Regions from separate parts of the Sus scrofa genome. Here region 2 is linked to region 1. Evidence: chromatin contacts called from public promoter capture Hi-C data. All regions are on one chromosome and are shown on one strand. The core of a region is the stretch at or near the end of the contact, and the rest is flanking DNA. Distances in the headings are between cores, read along the strand shown.

Region 1 (5,577 bases), core at 1,857-4,356:
ACCACAGCCTGACCCAAAGCAGAGTGAGTCAGGTGCCTAAGAGAGGGCTCAAAGGAGGAAGCGATTTCTGGCCACCTTAGGCTGCACTGTCCAATAGGGTGACCATTTAAATCAATTAAAATAAAGTAAAATACTCAGTTCCTCAGTTACATTCGCCATGTCAAGTGTGCAAAATACCCACGTGGCTAGTGGCCACGATAATGGACAGAGCAGCTATGGTACATTTCCATCCTCACAAAAGTGTCTACTGGCCAGTACTGGGTAGAGGGATGATAAAGGAAGAGATGTTTACAGCTAGATGGTTGAGTGAGAGAGCTGTCCAGACAGACCTGGGAAAAAATACAGCTACAGTCAAGATGAGGAATTCAAGAATCCTAAGGCAAAGCCAGATCCTTAACCCACTGGGTGAAGACAGGGATTGATTGCATGTCTTCATGGATACTAGTTGGGACGGTTTCCACTGAGCCCTACAGCTCTGATTTGAGCCCTTGCCTGGGAACTGCCATATGCCACAGGTGTGGCCCTAAAAAGAAAAGAAAAAAAGAAGAGTCATAAGGCAGGAGTTCTGTTGTGGCTCAGTGGTAACGAACCCGATGAGCATCCATGAGGACGCAGGTTCGATCCCTGGCCTCACTCAGTGGGTTAAGGATTCAGTGTTGCCATGTGCTGTGGTGTAGGTTGAAGATGTGGCTCAGATCTGGCATTCCTGTGGTTGTGGTGTAGACCGGCAGCAGCAGCTCTGAATCGACCCCTAGCCTGGGAACGTCCATATGATGCAGGTGCGGTCCTAAAAAGAAAAGGAAAAAAAAAAGAATCATTAGGCAGATTAAATGTGGCTGGCACTTGATTCCTGGACATTTAAGCCTTGAACCAACAATTTCAAGTAAGAAGAGAGATTCTGGAATCAGGCTCCCTGAGTTCAAATCCCAGTTCTGTCACTATGTGGATGCCCTGGGCAAGGTATTTTAAGCTTTCTAGTACTTAGTCTCTTCATCTGCACAGTTGGGATAATAGCACCTATTTCACAGGACTGCTGGGAGAATTCAATACAATAACATGTATACCTTATTACAATGCCCATCACAGACACTGCACAATAAATGAAAGCTATTATTATTGTTACTTCTCCAAAACACATTCCAATGAGCTGCAAAAGCATAATTACCCGTGTGGCTTCTCTGGTGGATTGCTAAAAAGTGGTTGTACTTAAACACTTTGCCGCAATCTTTACAACGGGCCTCAGGGCCCCCAGGGCGCTTCCTCCTTCCACAGACCCTCCTGGCTGAACCCTGGTCATCTTCATCCCCAACGAGTTTGTAATCCTTCAGTTTGACAGACCTCCGAATCCTCCGCTTGCTACACCGACTCTGGCTGTCCTGCCCATCCTGGCTCTTGGGATCACAGTTCTCATCTTTTTCAGCTGGCATTTCCTCCCCTCTACCTGGCTCACAAGCCGGCTCAGATTCTTCCAATTCTTTTGCTGGAATCTGTTCGCTCAGTACGCCACTGTCGAGCTCTTTAACCATGAAGTGTGCTCTATTCTGAACTGAATTGTTCACTCTCAGCTGTAGTTCTTCTTCTGCAGCCAGTTCTGACTTCCCCTCCTGTAAACTGTTGACTTTTCTTGGTCTTCCCCTTTTCCGCTTTGGAGGCTCATTTTTCTTATTAGAAATGACAACCACTGGAGCACCAGCTGTGTTCAATGTTGCTGGCTTTGGGGAGCTATGGTTATTTTGAAAGTCTGCGTAAGCCTTTACCAGGTCATAGACTTTTAAGAACTGGGCAGTAGCCAGGATTTGTTCTGTACTTTTCTCACTGGCCTGGAGACAACCTGTGTAGATAAATTCCAGCAGGATACCAAAAGTGTCGGCAACCATGCCTTCTAGCATATAAATGGACTGGCCGATCTCTCCTTCTTCAGCAAACATCATTGAGAAGTACTCACTACTGGCAGCCAGTAAGGCTTTGTGGGCCCGGAAATGCACATTCTCCACAATTAAAGTAATGTCACAGAGAAAGCCTTTCTTCCTCTGGTCCTCAAAACTGGCCAGGACAGTGTCACTGTGAGTGTCTGAGTGTACAATAAGCTGCCCTGAAGGCTCTGATGATATTTCTGCCATTTTCTTTAGGCTCTCAAGAAGGATTTGGCCTGAAATAAGAAAACAAAGGTTTTTTTGTTCCACCTTGCCAGTGGAAGTTTCCAAGACAGGTATTGAACCCACGCCACAGCAACAACCCAAGCTGCTGCAGACACCCCAAGAGAACTTCAGAAAATAATGCTTAAAAGGCAGGACACATTGTCTAACCAGGTTAATCCCAGCCCAAAGGAACCTAGAGTCACTTCACTTTGTTAATTGAATTTTACCACTTATCACTTTTAAAAGTCTATTTAAAAACTTAGCTTTGGGTTCCTATTGAACCCTTATCCAGCTGGGTGAACTTCCGACGTTCCCGGGACCTCTCAGGGTCTGTTTTCTTTTCTGTAAAATGAAGGAATCGGATCAATCGTCTCTGAAGTCCTACCCTGCACTAACTTTCCATAGTTGCACAAATATCAGAATGAAAACTAGTGTCTCGACTTTACATATTATTAGCTAGTCTGTGAAACAAAAATGGAAAGGGCGAAGAAAATGTATGTGTACAAAGTCAATTTGGGGGTAGCAGCAATTGAGTAGTAATAACGTAAGGCACATCCGGCTTCGCTTTGGAAGGGAGGCGTGGATTGCCCACGTTGGGCTATCAGACTGCGCGCGGGCAATTCCCCGGGGCCCTGGGTCCGCCGACCTGGGGGCGGGACGAGGGGACGCTGGGACGCGGGTACTCCCGCATCTCCTACCCGGGCCCCTCGGGCCGGACCGAGGAGCGGCCAGCTGGGCAGGGTCGACACGGACGCGGATGCCGCGCCCACCAACGGTGGGCCAGTAGCGGACCTACCTCTCTGGACGTCCGGCGGGGTCTGGATCGCGACTGGCCCACCCAGCGGCCTGGCAGGCGCACTCGCGCCAGGCCGGCCCAGGCCCCCAGCTCCGCCTGGCCAGCCGCCGGCGTCCCCGCGCCGCCCGGCTCCTACCTCTGCGCCGCAGCCGCCGCCAACCCGGAAGCGCCGGCGCCGGGAGCCGCCTGCGCGGACGCCGCACCACGTGGCCCGCAGGGGCGCCCCTGGGCGGGGCGGGGCCTGAGGTCCCCGGAGGCGGCGCAGGGAGGGCGTCTGGTGTTCACAGTGGGTAGAGGACGGTGGGCGGTAATGCTGTTGTCACTCTGCAGCTACGGAAGTTTTACATCCGGTTAGCTGCTCACTGACACCTTAATGAGTTTTGTCTCTTCCCTTTCCTGGACGCTGAAGCTGGCTTTCGGTCTCCAATAAGTGACGAATGAATGAAAGCGCCTGTACATTCACCGTCGTCATAGTCCAATGCCTTAGTTCAAGGGAGTGAAGAGAGGCTGTAGACAGATCTGGGTACTGAGGGGTCTTGATCAAGTGACTTATCTTCTCTACCATATTCGCCTTACTTGTAAAATGGAGAGCTTGACACCAGTGCCAACACTGGGTGGCGGTGGGGCAGACAAGATTAAGTATGCCATGGGCTTAATGTTTTAATTCATGTCTACTATGATTATTCTTCATACTTTCAGCGTCTTTCTTCAATACACTGTTAAGCTTTTCTAACAAGCCTTAGTTGCAGGGTTGTTTCCTCCAATACATGGCATGTCACACCCAGAGACTGGAATCACTCCCCTGCTTAGAACCCATTTTGGCTCCCTTGTTCCCTCCTAATGGAGGCCAAGCTTCTGGATATGGTCCATGAGCCCCACCCAAATCTAGTCCCCTTCTACTTTTTTCTCCAACTATTTCAGCATTTTCTCACAATTTATGGTTCATTAATATCTAATTGTTTATAAGTTATGCCCCTCAACACACCCTTCCAGATGCCCAGCATGTCCTCTCTCTAGTCTCCAAAATTTTGAAATTACCCCCGGTTCTTTAAAATTTTTACTACTGTGTAGATATCCACAAAACAATTTACTGGGATTGGGATTGGGATTGCTTTGAATATATAGATCAAATTGGAAAGAACTATCATCTTGACAATATCGAGTCTTCCTACTCACAACATTGAATGTCTCTCCATTTATTTAGTTCTTAGATTTCATTAATTAGAGTTTTACAGTTTTCCTCATATATTTTACATATTAGATTTATACCTTAATGTTCATTTCATTTGGGTGCTGATATATTGTGGAGGTTTTTTTTGTTTGTTTGTTTTTTTGTTTGTTTAGGGCGGCACATGGAGGCTCCCAAGCCAGGGGTCAAATCAGAGCTATAGCCGCTGGCGTTCGCCACAGCAACGCCAGCTCCAAGCTTTGTCTTCGACCTATACCACAGTTCACTGCAACACTGGGTCTTTAACCCACTGAGCAAGGCCAGGGATCAAACCTGCATCTTGATGGAAACTAGCTGGATTCATTTCCACTGAGCGACGACAGGAATTTCCACTGAGAATTTTTATCATGAGTGGGTGTTGGATTTTTCTTCTTTAACCTGTTAATATAGTGGATTATATTAATTGATATTTGAATGTTGACCCAGTCTTGCATACTCTTCTTTAAATGTCTGGTGGAAATCACCAGTGAAGCCATCTAAGCCTGCTGCTTTCTATTTTGGAAGGTTATTATTTCTTGATTCAACTTATCAATACAGGCCTATTTGGATTATCTGTTTATATTTGTATATTGAAAAATTATCTTTAACAAGGGAAAAATCAAAATGATTTTGGACAAACAAAAAGTGAAATCATTTACCACCAGAAAATCCTACTCTAGGACGGACAATACCCCTAGGAGGAAAGTCTGCGATGTTACAAGGAGTGGTGAGAGAAAAAAATGAAAAGTCTAAACAAACATTGGTTATGAAAGTAAAATGTCTAATTTGGATAGTAAACAAATAGACTGGATCCAAAGTATTGAATACAAATAGCACTTAAGATGGGAGCTGGTGATGGGTATTAAATGTTTTAAGGACAGAGATATTGATTACCTTTAGACTAAGTATGCATGTTAAGAATACTGATAACCACTCCATGGATATCAATAGAATTCATAACTTCAAAACCTTTAGAGGAGAAAAAACAGGCCTTAGTCAGAGTTCTCACTGTGGCTCAGAGGGTCAAGAACCCAACGTAGTGTCCATGAGGATGCAGGTTTGATCCCTGGCCTTGCTCAGGGGGTTAAGGGTCCAGTGTTGCTGCAAGCCACAGTGTAAGTTGCAGATGTGGCTTGGATCTGGTGTTCCATGGCTGTGGTGTAGGCCTGCAGCTGCAGCTCCAATTCAACCCCTAGTCCTGGAACTTCCATGTGCCACAGGTACGTCTGTAAAAAGAAAAAAAAAGTCCTTAGTCAATCCAAAAAAAAGAAGGAACAGATAAGAAAGAATTGGAGAAGATGTGGAGAAGTTCTATAAGCCTTTTATGCTATATTAAAAGTTCTCCAGAGAAACAGATTCAATAGGCTACATAGTGAGATTTAGATTTATTATAAGAAATTGGCTCACATAATTATGGAGGCTGGGAAGTCTAAAAC
Region 2 (5,624 bases), core at 711-3,210, 630 kb after region 1:
ACAAAATTTAGATAAACTTAGGATATGTCGTTATGGCAGTTAAAATCCTATCTTAAATACTAAATACTTCATTCAACTGAAGACTAGGATCAGCAATGAAATATTCCGTTACTGAAAAATAAAGAAATACACAACTTTCCTTATTCAAAGCGAGAAATATTATACCAAATATCAGACACTAAAAAAATACACTTTTCCTAACAGAAACTTAAAGTATAAGGGAAAAACTGTTCATGAGAGTTCAAAGATTGAGACTGCATCTGTAATTACGATACAGTGCTAGCAACAATTAGAAAAATGTTACCTCCAATACAAATTAAATTTAAGAACATTAGACGGGATGAAAAACCAGTCAATCAATTACATCAATTACCCAACAGATATAAGACTTAACTACTACTATGTGAATCTAACACCAAGGAAAAAATGAAAATAGAATCCTAGGCACACTTTACATAGGAAGGACAGGATTAGACTGAGTCGTATTAAAGTATCTAGTCTAGCTGGGGATTAGTTAATTAATCTGCTACCAGACAGGTAGTGAATGTTCAGGTCAGATGTGCTTTCTTTTCACCATTATTCCAGTTCATCATCCGCAAGTGTGAGTGAGAGAAGGCGTCAGAGTACCGAAGCTAGGGGGCATGCTACAGCAAGGGGAAGAGAAAAATGGGAAAGGTGCAATGGATGCTGCAGAGTTGAATAATTATCCGAGTGGCACAATGGGCGAGTCCTGCCGACAACGGCGCTGGGTGAGCAGCTCCCTAACTCCGCTCAACGCACCACCACCCCCTCCCCAACAGCAGGCATCAGAAGCAATAGCCCCGCTTCGCCTCGTCTTCCAGTGGAGAAACGGATCCCCTCGCTTGCATTACCGTTATGTAGTGTCTTTTAGACACGGACGCGCGGCGCAAACACGCAAACGCACCAGCTGGCTTTACCGAGCCTGGGGCACGTAAAGCAACCGCGGCTTCTCGGACACCCGGCGCCGCAGCCTCCCCCAGAGCGAGAAGGCAACCGGGCGGGCCGCGGGGGCACCTCAGGTAAGACCCGCAGTCTCTCCGACTAGAGCTGCCTCATGGAGGTCCCCGCAACCGAGACCCGGGCGCGCCCGCCAGCCGCGGTGTCCCTCGGTACCCAGCCGGGCTGGCGGGTGGGCGGCCGTAGCTCGGGAACCCCGCGAACGGGGGTGGAGGCCGTCGCGGGGGGAGGCGCGCCCATCCCCGTAACCTTTGCCAGGCTAGCGCTCCACGCACACCTCTCTCCGCCCTGACCAGTGAGGAAGAGTTCCTCTCCCAGCACCCTGTCCCCTCAAAAAAACAATTCCTGAGAGACTCGCGCTCACCAAGAAATCCTGAGGGGCTCTTGCCTTACCCCTTCTTCATGCTTCGGCGGCGCCGCCGGTCCGCCTGAGCTCCCAGGACTCCACCTAGAGCCTATAGGAGCGTCAGGCTCCGGGATGGAACCAGCTATGGGCAGCGGCCGAAGCACCGGGCCACGGAAAACGCTGCCTGCGACGCCCGCCGGCCGCCGGACCCACGGTGTGCTCGACGCGAGAGCGAACAACACCGCGAACCGCCGCCGCCCCCCACCCACCCCCTCCCCGCGCGCGACGCTCCACAACCGGACGCGGGGACCCGCACCTGAAGCAGGGGGGATCCGCTGGACTCTCGCCACCTAATCCCCCATCTTTCCCACCCGGAGCTATTCCCGGGCAGTCAAGGTCTTCCCACTTAAGATTCTCACTTTCCTCTTCAGCTCCCGCCCAGTCCCAGGTGCAGCTGTGGTGGGAAACTCAACCCCCACCTACTCACCCATCAGTGGAGGGAATGAATATCGGTCTCTCCCCCCCCCCCCTTTCCTGAGGCTTTATGGTATTACCCAATCCTCAGTTTGGGGGAGGGGGACGGAGAGAACAGTGCTTGGTCGGGGAATGAGGGAAGATGATAGCCAATGGAATGAACCAACCATTCAGGGGCGGGGTCAAAGAAAGGCCTGCCCGCCCTGCCCCGCCCCCTCACTCCAAACTACAGTTCCCACCCTGCCTCTCCCATTTCCTGCCGCGCTGCACGCCGGGAGTGTAGCTCTTGGAGGCCAGTAGGTATGTCGGAACTCGTAGTTTTTCGCCACATAGGTCCTGAAAGTTATAAGCCATTATAACCCTCTCTAGTTCCCTAAGTAAATGCTCCCAAGTTCCAAGTTTTGTTGTGCTTGTTCAAATACTAATTAACCTATTTATTGATTGTTTTAAAGTATCATAAAGGATTTTTTAGGAAAGGAAATAAATAATGTGTGTCGTGGCAATCAGGACCTGAAGCTGCTCCTTCTTCCGTCAGGGCCTGGACTCCACCGAGTATCTGTTGCCGTCATGTCGGCTGCGATTGCAGCTCTGGCCGCTTCCTATGGTTCGGGTTCAGGGTCCGAATCGGACTCGGACAGTGAGGGCGGAAGGTGTTCACTGCCAGCCGCGGACTCCCTCATGCACTTGACTAAATCGCCTTCGGCCAAGCCCTCTCTGGCGGTAGCCGTGGACTCCGCTCCGGAGGTGGCAGTTAAGGTAAGCGTTTTGGCTACTGATGCGGGGCGGGAACTGTCGGTTTTGTTCCAAAATCTGAAAGTCGCTTGTTATTCCTGAGATTACCTTCCTCAGTTCTCACCCAGCCCTTACGGGTAAGTTGCTACCCCTTGAGTCTCTTATCCCTACTCGCCTCTTCCTCAGGAGAAGCCTGGAGTTAGAAGTTGAAGACAGTCCCCCACTCCCTGCTCTTGCCTCCCGCCGTCAGAAAGCAAGTGGGGAGAAGAAGTGAAATTTGAAATTTATGGATTAGGATGTGGCCTGGATAGGGTAGGCGTAACCTCAGAACATAAACAGAGCTAAATCAGGACTTCCCAAACTAGGGAATGTGTCCTTGGTTATAGTGACCGGTGACCTGGCTTTGTTTTGTTTTTGAAGTCGGAACTAGGTTCTGATCCAGGCTCCATCTCTTGTGTGAACTTGGGCAAGTTATACAATCTCCTCTGTTTCTTCACCACAATGGAGATACAATTTTAAAAGCATCTATCTATATGAGAGGATTATTATGACGAGTAAGTGAAATAATACAAATAAACCTTGTAGCAGAGAGCCTGGTATCTAATAAAAGTGCCTATATAAGTCAAGACTGTGAGAAAAGGCATTGGGTTTAAGAAACAGTGTGCATGATCCCAATTGAGTAAGGTGATAGAGGGAGAAATTGGGTTATATTTCCCTTAGCAAATATTTGTTTAACACATGTTATTTGCCGGGAACTGTTCTAAGGGCTGAAGACACAGAGGACAGCATCTTTGCCATCATGATGTATATACATTTTAGTGCAAGAGACAGCCAATAAAATCTGAGTAGATTAAGTGGTTACAGATTGGATTGAGTACTGTGAAGGGAAAAAAATAGAGTGCCATGAATAGAATTTGTGATGGAGAATAAGGTAGGAGTATGACTTCCATAGATTGGTCAGGGAAGTCCTCTTGGAAAAGTGACTTTGAAGAACAAGAATGAGGCAGCCAAGTGCAAAATAAGGAAAGAGTTTCCTGTCAGAGGAAACAAACAGCAAGCCTTGAAATGGCAACGAGCTTAATGTATTCGGAGAACTGAGGAAAGGTCGGTGTATGTAGAGCTGGAGGAGAGCATCCACCACTTGGCAGTATAGGCCCAGAAGACCCTAATGGGGGTATCAGGAACGCAGGATGTGGTGAAGAGAAGCAGTGTGAAAAAATTCCTTTGTATTTAAGGTGTTCCCAACTCTAGTGTTATAACTTACGTCTTTTACAGGTTTCTAGTGAGCTAAATATGGATTTTACTCCTTATTAAAGGACATTGAGTATTGAAAAAAACCTTAAAATCCTCCTACTTTATAGCAAAACAAAATCCCTAAATTTACACCACTCCAGCAACCTCCTGAGTCTTCATTCTTTGACAGCTTGGTTTTTTTGGAGCTCGCTCACTTTACACATTTTCTCCTAAACTCTGTGCAGCCTAGCCCTAACCTCTTGGGAAACTTACTGTCCCTGAGTAATGTCACTGGCCTTCCAATTGTCAAGTTCTGTTGTCTGACTTGAATGTCCATATCATGTGACACTATTACTAGCTCTTCTTTGAAATTTTCTCTCCCTTTCGCTTCTATGGGGACATCCTCAGTCTTCTAATCCCCTGATCTTCTGCCCTCCCTTTCAGTATCTGTTTCCTGAGCGACTGTCCTTCTGCCCCTTTGTACCCCTCATATTCTCCAGGCCTTCAACCTGCGATGCTTCTGGTGACTCATATGTCAACACTGTGAAGTGGTTTGCACAGGCTCTGGAATCAAGACTGCCAATATTCAAATCCTGCTTCAGCAGTTACCCAGATAGGGACCTTGGATAAATTACTTAAGTGCTCTGTGTCTAAGTTTTTTCTCACCTGTAAGGTAGGGATAACACTAGTACCTAGTTCATGTTATTAAAGACTTATCAGAAAGCATGTGCCAGGCACACTATCCTCATCCAATTCTAGACTCCTTGCTAGCTTTAGAACTATTGACCTTCTCTTTCAGGGTAGCTCCCAGGCACCTCCGATTCAATGTGCTAAAAAATTAACATTCTCCTTCCCTTAGGATCTACTTCATGTGTTTTTTCCATTTTGATTAATGATCCCACAACTCATCCATTAGTAAAGCCAAGAACAAAGGGGTCTTCCTCTTCTCTTCCTTCTTCTAGCTTCCCTGAAGCTAGTCATTCAACTGGTTCTAACTTTTCTGCTTCATTGATTTCTCTCAAATCAACTCCTCCCTCTCCATTTTTACTGACACAGCCTTACTTCATTCTTCCGTACTTCTCTCAGGAGTGATTCTTGACTCTTCTTTCTCTCTGAACACCCACCTGCTATTGGGTAATGGGTCCTATTCATTTTGATGCAATATTTATCAAATTTCTCTTTCCTCTTCTGCTGCCACCATTCAGTCTTATAATTTTTCTTTTTTTTTTTTTTTGTTCTGCAAATAAGTTTATTTGTACCTTTTTTTAGATTCCACATATAAGTGATATCATATGATATTTGCTTCTCATTAAACATACGTTCTCATTTGAGTCTAGAAATAGACAAACTTTACTGTATCCATTTAATCAAAGGGGAAACTGATAAAAGGGTTAAGAATTATCCAAGACCACAGAGCTAATAAGTCAGAGTCAGATCTGTCTTCCAGATCTTTCCATTCTATCAAAACTCCTCTGGAGTTCCCATCATGTCTCAGCGGAAATGAATCTGACTAGTATCCATGAGGACACAGGTTCAATCCCTGGCCTTCCTCAGTGGGTTAAGGATAGGCATTGTCAGGAGCTGTGGTGTAAGTCGCATATGTGGCTCAGATCTGGCATTGTTATGGCTGTGGTGTAGGCCAGTGGCTACGGCTCCTATTTCGACCCCCAGCCTGGGAACCTCCATATGCCACGGGTGTGGCCCTGAAAAGACCAAACAAACAAAAAACAAAAACTTCTCCATGCCACATTTCTTTTGGCTAAAAAATGCTACCAGTGAGACATGTTTTTCTCTGATTTTTCAGCTTCTAAAAATTCTTTTTTTTTTTTTTTGGAAATTTTATTTTATTTTTTTTACAGAA

Evidence for each region. Promoter capture Hi-C pulls out the DNA fragments that hold promoters and counts their contacts.
Region 2: a promoter capture Hi-C map of liver shows a contact between it and region 1, with 3 times the contacts expected there. The contact joins the promoter of WASF1 here to the promoter of ZBTB24 in region 1. A contact is called at or near these places in 1 of 5 promoter capture datasets (liver) and 1 of 2 datasets of contacts at active chromatin or transcription factors (alveolar macrophages).

What each region holds. Positions count from the first base shown.
Region 1 is chr1:75,545,689-75,551,265 of Sscrofa11.1, forward strand. It overlaps ZBTB24 (zinc finger and BTB domain-containing protein 24), which reads right to left and starts at 3,107. Exons shown (of 6, transcript XR_002343809.1): 1 at 2,935-3,107; 2 at 1,166-2,149.
Region 2 is chr1:76,178,375-76,183,998 of Sscrofa11.1, forward strand. It overlaps WASF1 (wiskott-Aldrich syndrome protein family member 1), which reads right to left and starts at 1,961. Exons shown (of 9, transcript XM_021091110.1): 1 at 1,812-1,961. CDC40 (pre-mRNA-processing factor 17) reads left to right here and starts at 795. Exons shown (of 16, transcript XM_005652465.3): 1 at 795-1,040; 2 at 2,334-2,554. The coding sequence starts at 2,366.